3 separate regions of the Mus musculus genome follow, and regions 1 and 2 are each linked to region 3. The links are chromatin contacts, called in public promoter capture Hi-C maps. All regions are on one chromosome and are shown on one strand. Each heading gives the region's core, a stretch centred on a gene start, on an enhancer-like site or on the middle of the called end of the contact. The rest is flanking DNA. Distances are from core to core; before and after follow the strand shown. Region 1 holds the start of Rnf111 (ring finger 111). Region 2 holds the start of Bnip2 (BCL2/adenovirus E1B interacting protein 2). Region 3 holds the start of Vps13c (vacuolar protein sorting 13C).

Evidence for each region. Promoter capture Hi-C pulls out the DNA fragments that hold promoters and counts their contacts. Capture Hi-C pulls out chosen DNA fragments and counts their contacts.
Region 1: a promoter capture Hi-C map of liver shows a contact between it and region 3, with 4 times the contacts expected there. The contact joins the promoter of Rnf111 here to the promoter of Vps13c in region 3. A contact is called at or near these places in 1 of 39 promoter capture datasets (liver) and 1 of 9 other capture datasets (adipose tissue).
Region 2: a promoter capture Hi-C map of liver shows a contact between it and region 3, with 2.8 times the contacts expected there. The contact joins the promoter of Bnip2 here to the promoter of Vps13c in region 3. A contact is called at or near these places in 1 of 39 promoter capture datasets (erythroid cells), 1 of 115 datasets of contacts at active chromatin or transcription factors (astrocytes) and 1 of 9 other capture datasets (liver).

Annotation. Positions count from the first base shown.
Region 1 is chr9:70,502,176-70,506,538 of GRCm38.p6, reverse strand. It overlaps Rnf111 (ring finger 111), which reads left to right and starts at 2,764. Exons shown (of 15, transcript NM_033604.3): 1 at 2,764-3,080; 2 at 3,537-3,599.
Region 2 is chr9:69,988,064-69,992,378 of GRCm38.p6, reverse strand. It overlaps Bnip2 (BCL2/adenovirus E1B interacting protein 2), which reads right to left and starts at 2,913. Exons shown (of 11, transcript NM_016787.4): 1 at 2,690-2,913.
Region 3 is chr9:67,839,013-67,843,191 of GRCm38.p6, reverse strand. Vps13c (vacuolar protein sorting 13C) reads right to left here and starts at 2,841. Exons shown (of 85, transcript NM_177184.4): 1 at 2,666-2,841. The coding sequence starts at 2,765.

The sequences.
Region 1 (4,363 bases), core at 1,515-4,014, 2.7 Mb before region 3:
TGCTTCCCAGTTTGCTCTGTCCCGACATCTCTTTAGACTTTAACTCATGGTGGTATGGGAGTATAGGGAGGGGGGAACCAGAAAAGTGCTATTGCATGAATCCAGGTGTGAGCTTCCTCCTTCTCTAACTTCCCCCTTACTGCTGCAGATGCAAACCACAGCAGACCTTTCAGTCTTAAGAATTTTCTGATCTGGGCTTCCTGTCTTGGTTTGTCATCACCATCCCTGCAACTATGTCAAAGGCTATTCTGATGTTTTTGTTTTTGTTTGGTTTTTCAAGACAGGGTTTCTCTGTGTAGCCCTGGCTGTCCTGGAACTCACTTTGTAGACCAAGCTGGCCTCAAACTTAGAGATCTGCCTGCCTCTGCCTGGAATTAAAGGCAGGCACCATTACAGCATGGCTCTTCTGATGCTTTTAATTTCAGTGCTTTAGGCATTCTGCACCCAGCCACTTGCAAACTTTCTACCTGGGTAAATGGCACAATCTTGTATTTCAAAGAGAAGTCAAAGGTTTGACCCCCTTAGGCAAGTAAACCTAATTATATTTGTCCAATCATTTCTTTTCAGTACAATGGCCAATTTTATTCATCTGACCAACCATTGTTCTCCAGGGATTATTGGATCTATTATCATTTACCTCTTCATTTTTCTGACCCTTTTCCCTTCAACATATCAAAAGGATTTAAATCCTTACTCTTTTCTTTTTCTCTTTGTTTCTTTGTTTCTTTGTTTCTTTGTTTCTTTCTTTCTTTCTTTCTTCCTTTTTCTTTCTGACTAGGTATCCTGCTAGACTTGTCTCTTTTTCATTCATTACCAATTTAACAAAATAGTATTAGCTCTGGTGTAACTAGTGTGCAATACTTTCTACATTGGGACTTTTCAGCTGAGATATTGACTTCACAGCCCAGATGACTCTTTGTTGTGGGTGGTGTCCTGCCCATGGCTTGGTGCTTAGTACCTCTTACAAGATGTCAGCAACATTTCCCCAGTTGTGACAACCAAAATCATCTTTTGATTATGTCAAACAATACCCGAGTGTCAAAACCAACTTCATAGAGAAACTCTGTTCTCTATGTCAAGATAATCTATGAAGCTGGTCAAGTTTACAGATCTTTCTATTGCTCAACCAACAGCATTTCATGAATCCATGATCATACTCTTTATTGCTAAATTTCCTCCTAATTTTTTACTACCTATATATCTTGACTCAATTTCTCTTCCTTCCTCCTTCCCTCCCTCCCTCTCTAACACATTCAACTCCTCCTAGAATTTCCTTTCACTTCAGCTCTTTAAATAACAAACATTCCACATATCTATTTCCTCTCATTTCTACTCTGGTTGACCTTACCAAAATGCTTGCTTCAACTGTCAGAAATGTAAGTTAATGAATCCGAATCTCCATCATTAGCCCAGTGGTCTACTTAGTTTTAGATTAACACACTCAACAACCAACTAAGTTCAAGCCTTTGGGTAAACATTAGACACTTCAAAAACTCTACCTGATCAGAACAGACAAGTCTTGCCTCTAACCTAAAGTCCCCAACCCAAGAAGCACACATCTTTAGTCCCAGAAGCAGAGGCAGAGGCAGGCAGATTTCTGAATTCGAGGCCAGCCTGGTCTACAGAGTGAGTTCCAGGAAAGCCGGGGCAATACAGAAAAACCCTGTCTCGAAAAAAACCAAACCTAACCAAGCCCGGAAACAAAACAAAACAAAACAAAACAAAACAAAAAAGTCCTGGGCTTTGATAGTCCCGATAGAATTCTACTTGTAGAGGGCAGCAACTAGGGAGGCTGAGGAAATCCAAATCCAATGTTTTCCATTTCTTCTTCTTTTAAAATTTAAAAATACTCCCAGTTCTTGGGAGGCAGAGTCAGGTGGATCTCTGAGTCTCTGGAGTGAGTTCCAAGACAGCCAGGGCTACACAGAGAAACTCTGTCTCGAAAAACCAAAACCAAACCAAACCAAGCCAAAAAATCACCTTCACTAAATATGGAGAACATGAGTGAATATTATCGACGAGCTGATGTAGAAGGAGGTTATTAATGCTTGTTAAATACTTAATTGGTAATATAAGGTACTTTAAGTCGTCATATTTGACCTCACAAGATCATTTTGAAGCATATAAGGCTATCATGTTTTATAGAAGAGGAAACTGAGATTTATAAAGGTGTTAATAAGTCAGCTTGGGCACCCTCACTTTGCTTTCTGACCGGAAATCTGTCTGATTGACTGCAGAGCCCACTCTCTGTCCTTACATCCTTCTAGGGCACACAATAAAAACTGCAATCTTCTGGGTTTTGTGAGGCAATTAAGAAGTCATCTGCGATTGTATAGCTCCCAGGCTACCTAATAATACATTTGAAATGATTTTGAAAATTCACTTCACCAGTGAGATGAGATCTCTGTTTTGGGTATCATCTGCTGAGAAAGACACTAACCCGTGTTTTTTTGTTTTTTTATTTAAAGGCGCGACTAGTGCAATCAGTAAGCTGGAATAATTTTTAGTTTGAGAAAAAGCAACCAGTACGTAGGCGGAATTATGCTGAAGCACTGTTGAGCCCGAAATCACGGAAGAAAGTGAACCCAACCACCTTATTTTTAACTTAGTCCCACTGGGCCAACAGTTCGCCTAAGCCAGTGCAAAGAGGAAGGACTGGGACGCAGGGGGGCGGTCCCTGGCCCGCACATGCGCAGACATACTGCTGTGAGAGGGCGTGAGGGTCCGGAGCGCTCGCTTTCCGAACTGTCGTAAAAGGGCCCCGGTGTCGCGCTCGCGCAGTCGGGGAGGGCCGGCCCAGGCTGCGGCGGCGGCGACGGCGATGGTGGCGGGGCGCTGGTGCTGCGCGGCGTAAGGCACGCCGGCCGTTCAGGGTCGCGAGCGCGCGTGGGCCGCGATCGGGTGCTCGGAGCCGGGTCCAGCCGAGCCAGGCTCAGCCTCACGCTCCGCGGCGGCGGTGTTGACAGACGCCCTCCTGAGGAGAGCCGCCCGGCCCGCCTCAGCCTCACCCGGCCGAGCGCTGTTCCCCAGCCCCGCGCCAGCGAGTCCGGGACCTGGCCGCACGGGGCCTGCGGACTCGGGTGAGGGCGCCGGCGGAAGGGGGGGGGGTGCGGGGGAGGGGAGCGGCGCGGTGGCGCTTGCGCGCGGCGGGGGAGGGGCCGAGCAGGAGGGAGAAAGAGGAAGGGCCGCGGCGGCCGGCCCGGGTCGGCGACAGGGGAATGACCGCGGGTCCCGGACGGCGCGGAGTGGCTCATTGTGTCCGGGCAAGAGTCCGCCCGCGGACACACCCACGGCCTCTTGGGAGGGGGTGGGTGAGGGGATTGCGCCCCGGGGCCGCCGCTCGCCAGCGGGACTGGGGCTCAGGGCCGAGGAGTGGGGGTGACAATGGAGTGAGGAAGGTAACCCCGGCTGGAGCCGGGAGCCGCCCGGTGCGGGCGGGCACGCGCAGTCCGCGGAGCAGAAGACAGGCGCGTCTGATATTGTGTGGAGTTGGCTGGTTAGTCATTAAAAAAAGATGTTTTCTTTATCCTGCCTAGATAATTGATCGGAGTCAGCAGTGGTGCGGTGGAAATATCGGTTTTTGTTCTGGAGAAATAGAGGTTTGTCACCACACTTCTTAGATTATAGAGCTTTATAGATAATTTTAAAAAAAAAGTGTGACTTTTTAGCGTCCAAAAAAAACAACAACCAAAAACCAAAAAACCAGGAAGTTGTAGCTAGCGCCTTCACTTAATTTGCTCATGTCTGGGGTGACTCCATTGTATTGTTGAGAGCTTTCCTGTTCCTTGATTTATGTACAGAATGAGTTTAGAACTCCTGAGTAGCAGTGAGTGAGCCAGCTGACAGAGACCTCATTGTCAGAGTTCTGACAGCTCTTGAACCTGACTTGATCCAAACTTAGTTCCATTTGGCACTTTTATCTTTAATTTTCTTGTTTTGGGGACCTCTTTAACCAAAGAGAGCAAAATCAAAAAAAAGATGAACAGAGGTTCCTCATATCTTTACCATTTGTCTTTGCAATAGCTCTCACGTGACTTAATACAGATGTCCTTTCAAGAATTCTGATTTTACTTAGCTTTTGAGTCTACGTTAAAGAACCCAAACAAACCCCAAAACCTTCATGTGCGTATATACCAGTGTGTGGGGTCTGTACATGTGAGTGCAGGTGCCTCTGAGGCCGGAAGAGGACCTAGTACTCTGGAGTGGTAGTTAAAGGAGGTTTTGCACTGCCCTGTATAGGTGCTGAGTCCCGATTGGGTCCTCAGCCAGCATAGTAAGCACTCTTGACAACAAACCATTTTTCCAGGTCTGGATTTATATTTTGATAGTTTGTAACTAAGTGATTTTTTGTTTTGTTTTTATT
Region 2 (4,315 bases), core at 1,664-4,163, 2.1 Mb before region 3:
ACTTGCACAAGAGGTTCTGCTTGATTTACTTTTATGTATTATGAGCAGGCTATACGCCCCTGAAGACTAAGCACACGGGAACCCCTGGACAAAGCCTTCATTCTTGCTTGTCATTGTCAAAGGTATGACTATACCCCTGTAAGAGTCTATCTTCTTAAAGCACACATGCGCATGCGCACACAGAGGGTGGGCAGGTTAGTGGTGTGTGCTTTGGCAGGAGAGTGGAAGTCAAATTACAATTTTCCGGCGTGGTTCTCTCTGTCCACTTTATTCCGAGGCAGGATCTCTCTTCTACTTTCTTCGATTGCTTCATGCTCCCAGTTTAGCTGGCCAGGAACTTCAAGAAGTTTCTCTTGTCCCCTCCTCCCATCTTGCCATAGGACTGCAGGGATTACAGCTGGCTTATGTGGGCTCTGGGAGTCAAACTCAGGGGTTCAGGCTTTCTAGACAAGTGCCCTTACAGACTGAGCTATCTCCCTTAGTATGATCATGTAGGGCTTTCAAGAACAAAATGCTTCCACAGCAACGTTCACACATGTGCACACACACAACCAGCAAACTAGAATGGTGCTAACTTCTCTCAGAACTGTTAAAAACATAGCATAGGCTAAACACCTAGAATACATTTATTAAACTATCAGTATGCAGAAGGTATTAGAGATGTGTTGGCACCTTTAAGTAGACCAAACTCTAACACCTGATCTCAAACAGTCTGCTTGTTAGAAGCTGGTTATAATGCCAAGTCAGGACTATCTGTGATATTGCTTGCTTGCTTGCTTGCTTCGTAGGATGTAATCTTAGCATAAGACCTTGAATACTGCCAGCCGAAGCCACTCTTGGTCTAGAAACATAGCCTTTTGTTCTCAGATGTCCCCTTCTCTCATCGCTACAGAGAGAACAATCAGGACCACTGCCCCAAAGAGTATTTCACCTTTACTTCTCTACCCATTAAAAACTAATGAGTAGTTAGAGCGTCAGTGCCCAACAGGTGTGAGTGTCGTGGTTTGTATATTCTTGGACCAGGGAGTGGCACCATTTGGAGGTGTGGCCTTGTTGGAATAGGTGTGTCACTGTGGGTGTGGTCTTAAGACCCTCACCCTAGTTGCCTGGGAAGTCTTCTACTAGCAGCCTTTGGAATGAAGATGTAGAACTCTCAGTTCTGCCTGTGCCATGTCTGCCTGGATACTGTCATGCTCCCACCTTGATGATAATGTACTGAACCTCTGGACCTGTAAGCCAGCCCCAATTAAAATGTTGTTTTTTTATAAGACTTGCCTTGGTCATGGTGTCTGTTCACAGCAGTAAACCCCAAACTAAGACAGTGAGGTCGAATGCAATGTCATTAGCCATTTAGCTTAGACAAGAGGCAAAAGACAGACCCTATGTCCTGATCCCCAGATCTATAACAAACCTGTCTGTAAAACCAAATGTGGTTATACTTAAGGGTGAAAGGTCCTGCGATGCCTAAAGATGTAAGTATGTTGGTTTATGGTAATTCAGTCCCTACGCTATGCACATGTCACATTTCCTAGTCCAGCAAGTTAGAAAAGACCTAAGAATGGCATTGAGAGATAGAGATTGATTAAGAACCAAGCCAAAAAAATAATGTGCGAGGCAACCAAACATTGGTAACTTCATGTATGGGTAACTAAACTAGATAACTTCAACTCTAACTTTGAAGGAACACCCACTCATGAATTACAGAGTTTCTACAAGTGAAGGCTAGAGGAGTGGGTCAGTAGTTAAGCATGCTTGCTGCTCTTCACAGGAGCCTATTTCGGTTCCCACCACAACAGCCTATAATGCTAGCAGCTCCAGGGGTTCCGATGCCCTCTGCAGTCGCCTATACCACATGACAAGACACATTAAAAAAAAAAAACCTTTGAGAAAAAAAACCCTCTACAATTAAAGGATTCTAATAAATCATAAGAAAACGTGCATTTCATTGAAGATGGGAATTCAAGTATAAGGGAAAACATCCTAATTAAAAGTGACGCAAAAGAAAGCAATACTAAGATGCAATTGCAGATGAAAGGCACTTTTATAGAAATACTTTGATAAACACTGCAAAAGTTGTGTCCTCATAGAGTTCCTAGGACAAAGGAAGTTTCGAAGTAACGTAATATAGATCCAAATAAGTTTCTGCTTGAACGTGAACAGACTTAGGAAGAATTCTCCAGTGGCATCGCATGCATACAGCAATCCAAAGCATCCTAGCCGGTATTTAAATGAAGAGGTTAAGTGTCTGAGAACAGCCAAGGATCAGGCATTGACGTACACACCCTACAATAGGATATCACACTCAGGAAGGTTCAAGAGAGCCCTGATGACTTATAGGATGCTGTCTGTGTATGCTGTCTGCGTCCATCCCCCCGAGGCTATGGGGTGCACTACACGCCCAAGTTTCTTTGTTCTGCTCTGGACTGACGCCGGTTAGGAACACGGAACAAACGAGGCTAGGGGAAGCCAGGAACCGGGAGGTTCCGCTCCAGGCTTTCGGGCCACAGACGGAAAAAGGAAGGGGGCGAGAGCCTGGCACCAGCGTCCGAGGCAGGGCGGGGCCCGGCAGCGCTCGGACCCGGAACGCGAACGCGCCAGTCCACGGCCGCCACCCCCGCCTGGCCTGGCCGATCCTCCCGCAGCCCTCCGGCTGTGCCGTAGCCCGGCCCGCTACCCAAGCCGTGCTCACCCCGGAGGAAGCCGCGGCCCCCTCGTCCTCTTTGCCCCTCCAGGCCGGCGACGTGGGGCTGACGGCCAGGTCGCAGAAAGCGGCGCCGGGCAGAGCCCGCTGCCCTTGGTCGGCTGTGGAGACGGGGCCCAGCTTTTCCCGGACGATCTTAGTTGCAGTCCGGGCGGCTGCAGCTGACCCGGATTCAGTGCGTACGCCCCGGCGGAAGTGACCACCTCCGGACCGGCGCCGGGCGCGGCCGAGGGAGGAAGCGGGGGCGGGGCGTTTTCCTAAAATCCTCGGCGGGCTTCCTCTCTGCGCATGCGCAGCCGTGAGCCCTTCTGTCCCGGGCCAGCTAAGGCTTTGGCTTGCTGCTGGCGAGGGAGGAGGAGGGCGCAGCTTTCTAAGGCTCACGCACTTAACGTTACTGTAGGGACCTAACCTCGCTGTCTTGAAAGAGCTATTCGTTTCTCTCTGTTTTCCTTTACTTGACATTATATTAACTATATTACAGAGTGAATGAAAAGGGGGTGAAAAATAGTCGATGTCTTATGTACGATAGCCAGGTCCTAGAAGAATCTACTTTGATAGAATTTTCCGACGTGAATAGTTTTTCTCTCCAGTAATGCTTCTGAGAGAGTAATAAGTACCCCACCCCTCTCCTCCCCAGACTCCTCTCCTGTGTTCCGAGTTGGCCTTGAATTCCTTCCAGTGTATCTGAAATAACCTTGAAAACTAATTTTCCTGCCCCAGTCTCCAGAGAGCTGAGATTATCTACATGATTGTTACCACATTGTGGTAGAGATAGAGACAACTTAGGGCTTCCTGACTGCTGCTAGGTAGGCACTCTATTATCTGAACTTTCCGTTCCCACCATGTGGTTGCTGGGATTTGAACTCCGGACCTTCCGAAGGTCCCGAGATCATAGGAAATTTCATTACGATTCACGACTGTAGCAATATTACTGTTCTGAAGTTGCAACGGAGTAATTTTGTGGTTGGGGGTCTCCACAACATGAGGAACTGTACTAAAGGGTCCCAGCTTTAGGAAAGTTTAGAACTATTGCTTTAAAACATGCTTTTCCCAGTTATTTGTGGGTCCTATCTTGATGACGTAGAAAAAATGAAAATAAAAGTGAAGTCAGTAAATGTAAAATATTTTATTATCACAGTCAACAGTCCTAAAATTGGCTGTCGTAAAAAAAAAAAATCCTCAAAAAGGGGGAGGAGGGGATAAGAGGTTTGTGGAGAGGAAACTGGGAAGGGGATAACATTTGAAATGTCAATAAATAAAATAACCAATAAAAAATTCTCAAAAGATCTCAACTTCTGTACTTTTCTGTGTGGGCCATTAACAATTTTTTTGAATGGCTTCCGTCTATGAGCTGTCCTTTTAAGCAGCTTCAAGGGGCTGTTATTTTGGAGGGCAAGGTCATCCCTCTTAGAAGTTGAACGTGCTCAACCTGTCCAGAGAGCTAGTAGGTAACTATTTGGGCAAGCCTATTACTCCTAAAAGGAATGGTGAAGTCAAAACTATTTTAAATGGATCCAAAACACAGTTCTTTAGAGATACAGTTTAGATTTGTTCTCTGTTGGCAGAGAGTTAAGAGCTCTGTGACTTACCTATAAAATGGAGAAAAAAATAATG
Region 3 (4,179 bases), core at 1,592-4,091:
TTTCAAAAAGGACTGCATATCACTTTCAAATTTCCTTGAAAAGCTTTGTCAGCACCATGGATGCCTTATCAACGATTTCATTAATATCCCATCTGCTTCCTGACCCCATAAAGGTTAAGACCAGTTTCTCCAGCACTATTGTCTTGAGTAATAGTCAACTCAGACTCGTCTTTCTATTTTAAGGAGAATCGGATTAGAAGACCACGTGTTGAGCAATAACTACAAAGCACATGACATCCAGAAACCATTAGTTAAACTTTACAGGGCTGAGCTGTGAGCTGACAAAATGCAATCGCTGACTTGTTCCCAGGGCAGCTGGTGAAAGAAACCCATGTATCTGCTGCTCAGACACACTGCACAGTTAGGGCATACTACTGGCAGAATGTGTTATTCTAGAAATAAAATAAAATAAAATAAATAAAATAAAATAAAATAAAATGGAGCTGAGGGTATATATTAGCTCATTGCAGAATATCACTGGGCACCATCAAGGTCTGGACTTGAAGCCCTAGCACCACAAAGTAAGTTAAAGCAGAAAACAGGATAAAGAAAAGTCTCAGCCGGTCGTGGTGGCGCATGCCTTTAATCCCAGCACTCGGGAGGCAGAGGCAGATGGATCTCTGAGTTCGAGGCCAGCCTGGTCTAGAGTGTGAGTTCCAGGACAGCCAGGGCTACACAGAGAAACCCTGTCTCAAAAAAAAAAGAAAGAAAAGGAAAAAAAAAGAAAAGTCTCATTCCTAGATTTCACTAGAGACAATGAGGCGGGAGGTTCAACACAGCTCTGTAACCCTTAGATTCAGTGTGAATAAGCTCGAAATCTCCAGACTCTATTCACTGTCCAACGGTTTACAAACTGAACAGCCTCAGATGCTAACGTGTCCAACTCCAACCCTTAAAAGTGAGCACGATTTGGTAGTGAAGGAATCTTCAACCGTACCCATACATTTTATTTCTTTTTTAAAAGAACTAAAGTCAGGACCAGGCAACCAGTAAAACCCGAGGAGTGGTTAATGGGAATGTCATCTTGTCAGGTGTGATTCAAACTCCTCTGAACATACAATCGCTTTCTCTGTGGAAGCGGAAAGAAAAACCAAAGGTTTTTACTTACTTTTACTTTTACTGTAAATGGCTTGCCCAACACACTAGCAGGCCTAGAACTATAGGAGTTCTAGCTTAGAGTTCACGCTGACCTGAAGCACTCTTTTCAAAACCGTTTCACAAAGAATAACTGACATTACTGCGAGAATTCTAAAGAAACACTCGCCCTCTCTTTGTGCAGAAGGATCTGGATGCTCCTTTTAAAAACTTTTCCTTTTGTATTATGTAGCAGGGACGGGTACACAAAATGTGTATTTATGGAAAGAAACCTGTTTTAAAATAAAATAAATATGTGTTCCAATGTAATTCAGGAGACTAGTCATAATTCACATTGTCCAATAAAAATAGGGTGCCTCTCCCTAATCACCGATTTTAGGAGCCCAGAGTTTTGATAGACATAATGTGGAAATCCTTTGTAATTGCTCGTGCTAGGTATAGCGATAAGCAAGCCGAGCAGAGCGGATGGGAACAGCCTATGCCTTTTAGCTTCCTGATTATATTTCTTGTAACCTCATCATAAATTGACCTTGTAGTTGATGATGGGTCTGAATTTTAATAATGTATTTAACTCAAATCTAGTCAAATACCATTTCAACATGTAGCCAACATAAAATTTATTGAGATGCTAATTTTTTTTGGTCCTCCATTAGGAAAAATGCTTATCTTCAAAACCCAGAGTACTTTATACTCAGAGCAAGTAACCACATTTCAAGCACCTAACAGCTAGTTTCTCCATTGGCAAATGCCAACCTGACAGACCCAGCCTATACTTAAATCGCTGACAATTAAAAGTAGCTCCATCCATTTAAGTTGGATGTTATTTTTTTAATTTCCTCCCAAAGCTGACAAAATTCTCAAGCCTTATAGTAACTTAGTATATGAATACAAGCACACCCCCCCATACCCTCCAAACACCCAATCTGTTTTGGTATTCTACGGTGCTGAGGAGGCTCGAAGCACAAGTTCTGCCACTGAGATACACTCCCAAATCCAAGTTTACTGAAGAATGCAGAAGTAGGCTGCTTATCATAAGACTTTTCTACTCCTAATCGTCAGGATAATAACCTTAGCAGGTTTTCTCGAATTTGCATCCTAGCAGACAACCCTAATTAATCATGCCTCTGGCCAGTGGCTCGAATGTCTATTTCAAAACAAAAACAAAAACCTGCAGAGCCCTCTACCTAACTAGGAAGTGGGCAATGGTAGGAATCTCTGAGTTAAAAGTCCTAGGGGACAAGACATGCCTTTCTTCTCACTGTCACCCCTGCCCATCCTACCTCCCCGGGCTGGGAACCAGGAAGCCTGGTCCTGGGGCTATGAGATGCAAGGGGAGACAATCTGGCACCGTAGGGAGCATGAGCCACACTCTGACGTCCGCTGCTGAGGTAAATAATTACTTTTTTTTCCTTGTTTTATTCTGAGGCATTGATGGGGACTGCTAAGCAGCGCGCTGCCCCTGTGTGGCTACATCGACAGCAGGGGCAAGCCCAGCGAGGTCACGGGGTCCTCAGGCTCCCACACGCGCAGCCCCCTTTCCCACGCCGGTAGGCCGTGGCATCGCGCTTACCGCCCCAGATCCCCAGCTTTAGCTGGGACTTGTTCAGGTTCTCCACGTAGTCCCCTAGGAAGCGGTTCAGCAAGTCAGCGACCACCGACTCCAGCACCATGGCGGGGACCAGGAGGCGGGAGAGGGAGGAGCCGGAACGCAGCGCGCAGGGGAGGGCTGTGGCCGGCGCAGAGACTGACAGCTGCGGCCCGCCCCGCCCCGCCCCGCCCCGCGCCGCGCGTGCGCGACGCCGCCAGTGCGCAGGCGTGACCCCACCCCCACCTCCGCGATTGCGGGGGGGGGGGGGGGCAACGAGAGAGAGAGAGAGAGAGAGAGACAGAGAGACAGAGACAGAGACAGAGACAGAGAGACAGAGAGAGAGAGAGACAGGGAGACAGGCCTGGGGTAAGGTGCTGTCGCTCTCCTGCACAAAGCTGTGTTCGAGTCCTGAGCATCTCATAATCGCGGCATAGTAATGCACTTCTCTTAACCCCAGCAACTGGGGAGACCAAGGAGAGTCAGAATTTCAAGGTCATCCTTGGCTACATAGCCAATTCAAGGCCAGGCTACAAAGCTAGTTCAAGGCTAGGCTACACAGTCAGTTCCAGACCAGACTAGGCTATATGAGGCCCTGTATTAAGAATTATTTTTTTTAAGTAATACAATAGACTGGTGAGATGGCTCTGCCCGTAAAGGTGCACGCTGCTAAGTCTGATGATTTGAGTTCAATTCTGAAACTCAATGGTGGAAGGAGAGAACAGACACTTTCAAGTTGTTGTGACCTCCATACTCATTATACCTTGCATGCATGCAAACACACAGAGAGAAAACCAAAGATACATAGTAAGACCCTGTCTCAAAAATAAATAAATAAACAAACAAACAAACAAACAAACAAATGCAACTTAAAAGTAAAGTCTGGGCATGGTGAGCGGCATCGTTAGCCTCAGGCAGATCTCTGTGAGTACAAGGCCAGCCTAGTCATACATAATAGGGAAGAAAAGAAAAAAAAAGGACAGTGCTAACCAATAACTAACAAAGACCTACCGTTCTTCCACTCTTGCCACATACATAAATCCTTAACCATCTGTTTCCCTTGCTCCTTCGGACTAAACCTAGACCTTCTCACCTTCCCTGTGTATAACCAATGAACAGCAAGTCTGCCTGTTCTATAGTGATTCTGTTGCCTTAATTCTGTCTTGCTTGCACCAGCTCACTGGTACCTACTAACTGCCCCACTAGCCCCCAACCCTTTTCTTTCCTTCGATCTAGCCCTCAGACTGTCACCAGAACTCACTTTTCCAGAGCACAGAGAAATCTGTTAGTCACCTACTGTTTGGGGTCCACTTAACTCCAACACAACTCAAACACCAGGTCAATGCAGATGACAAAATTTTATTGACATCAAACCGTTACTGATCCACTGGGGCCGAGCAGACTCAGGAGCTGAACTGCAATGCTGAAGAGATGCTGTACAGCCCATTTAAAGGATGAAACCAGAGAAGGGGAGCTGGGTGGGATGCAGCATTGTCCTA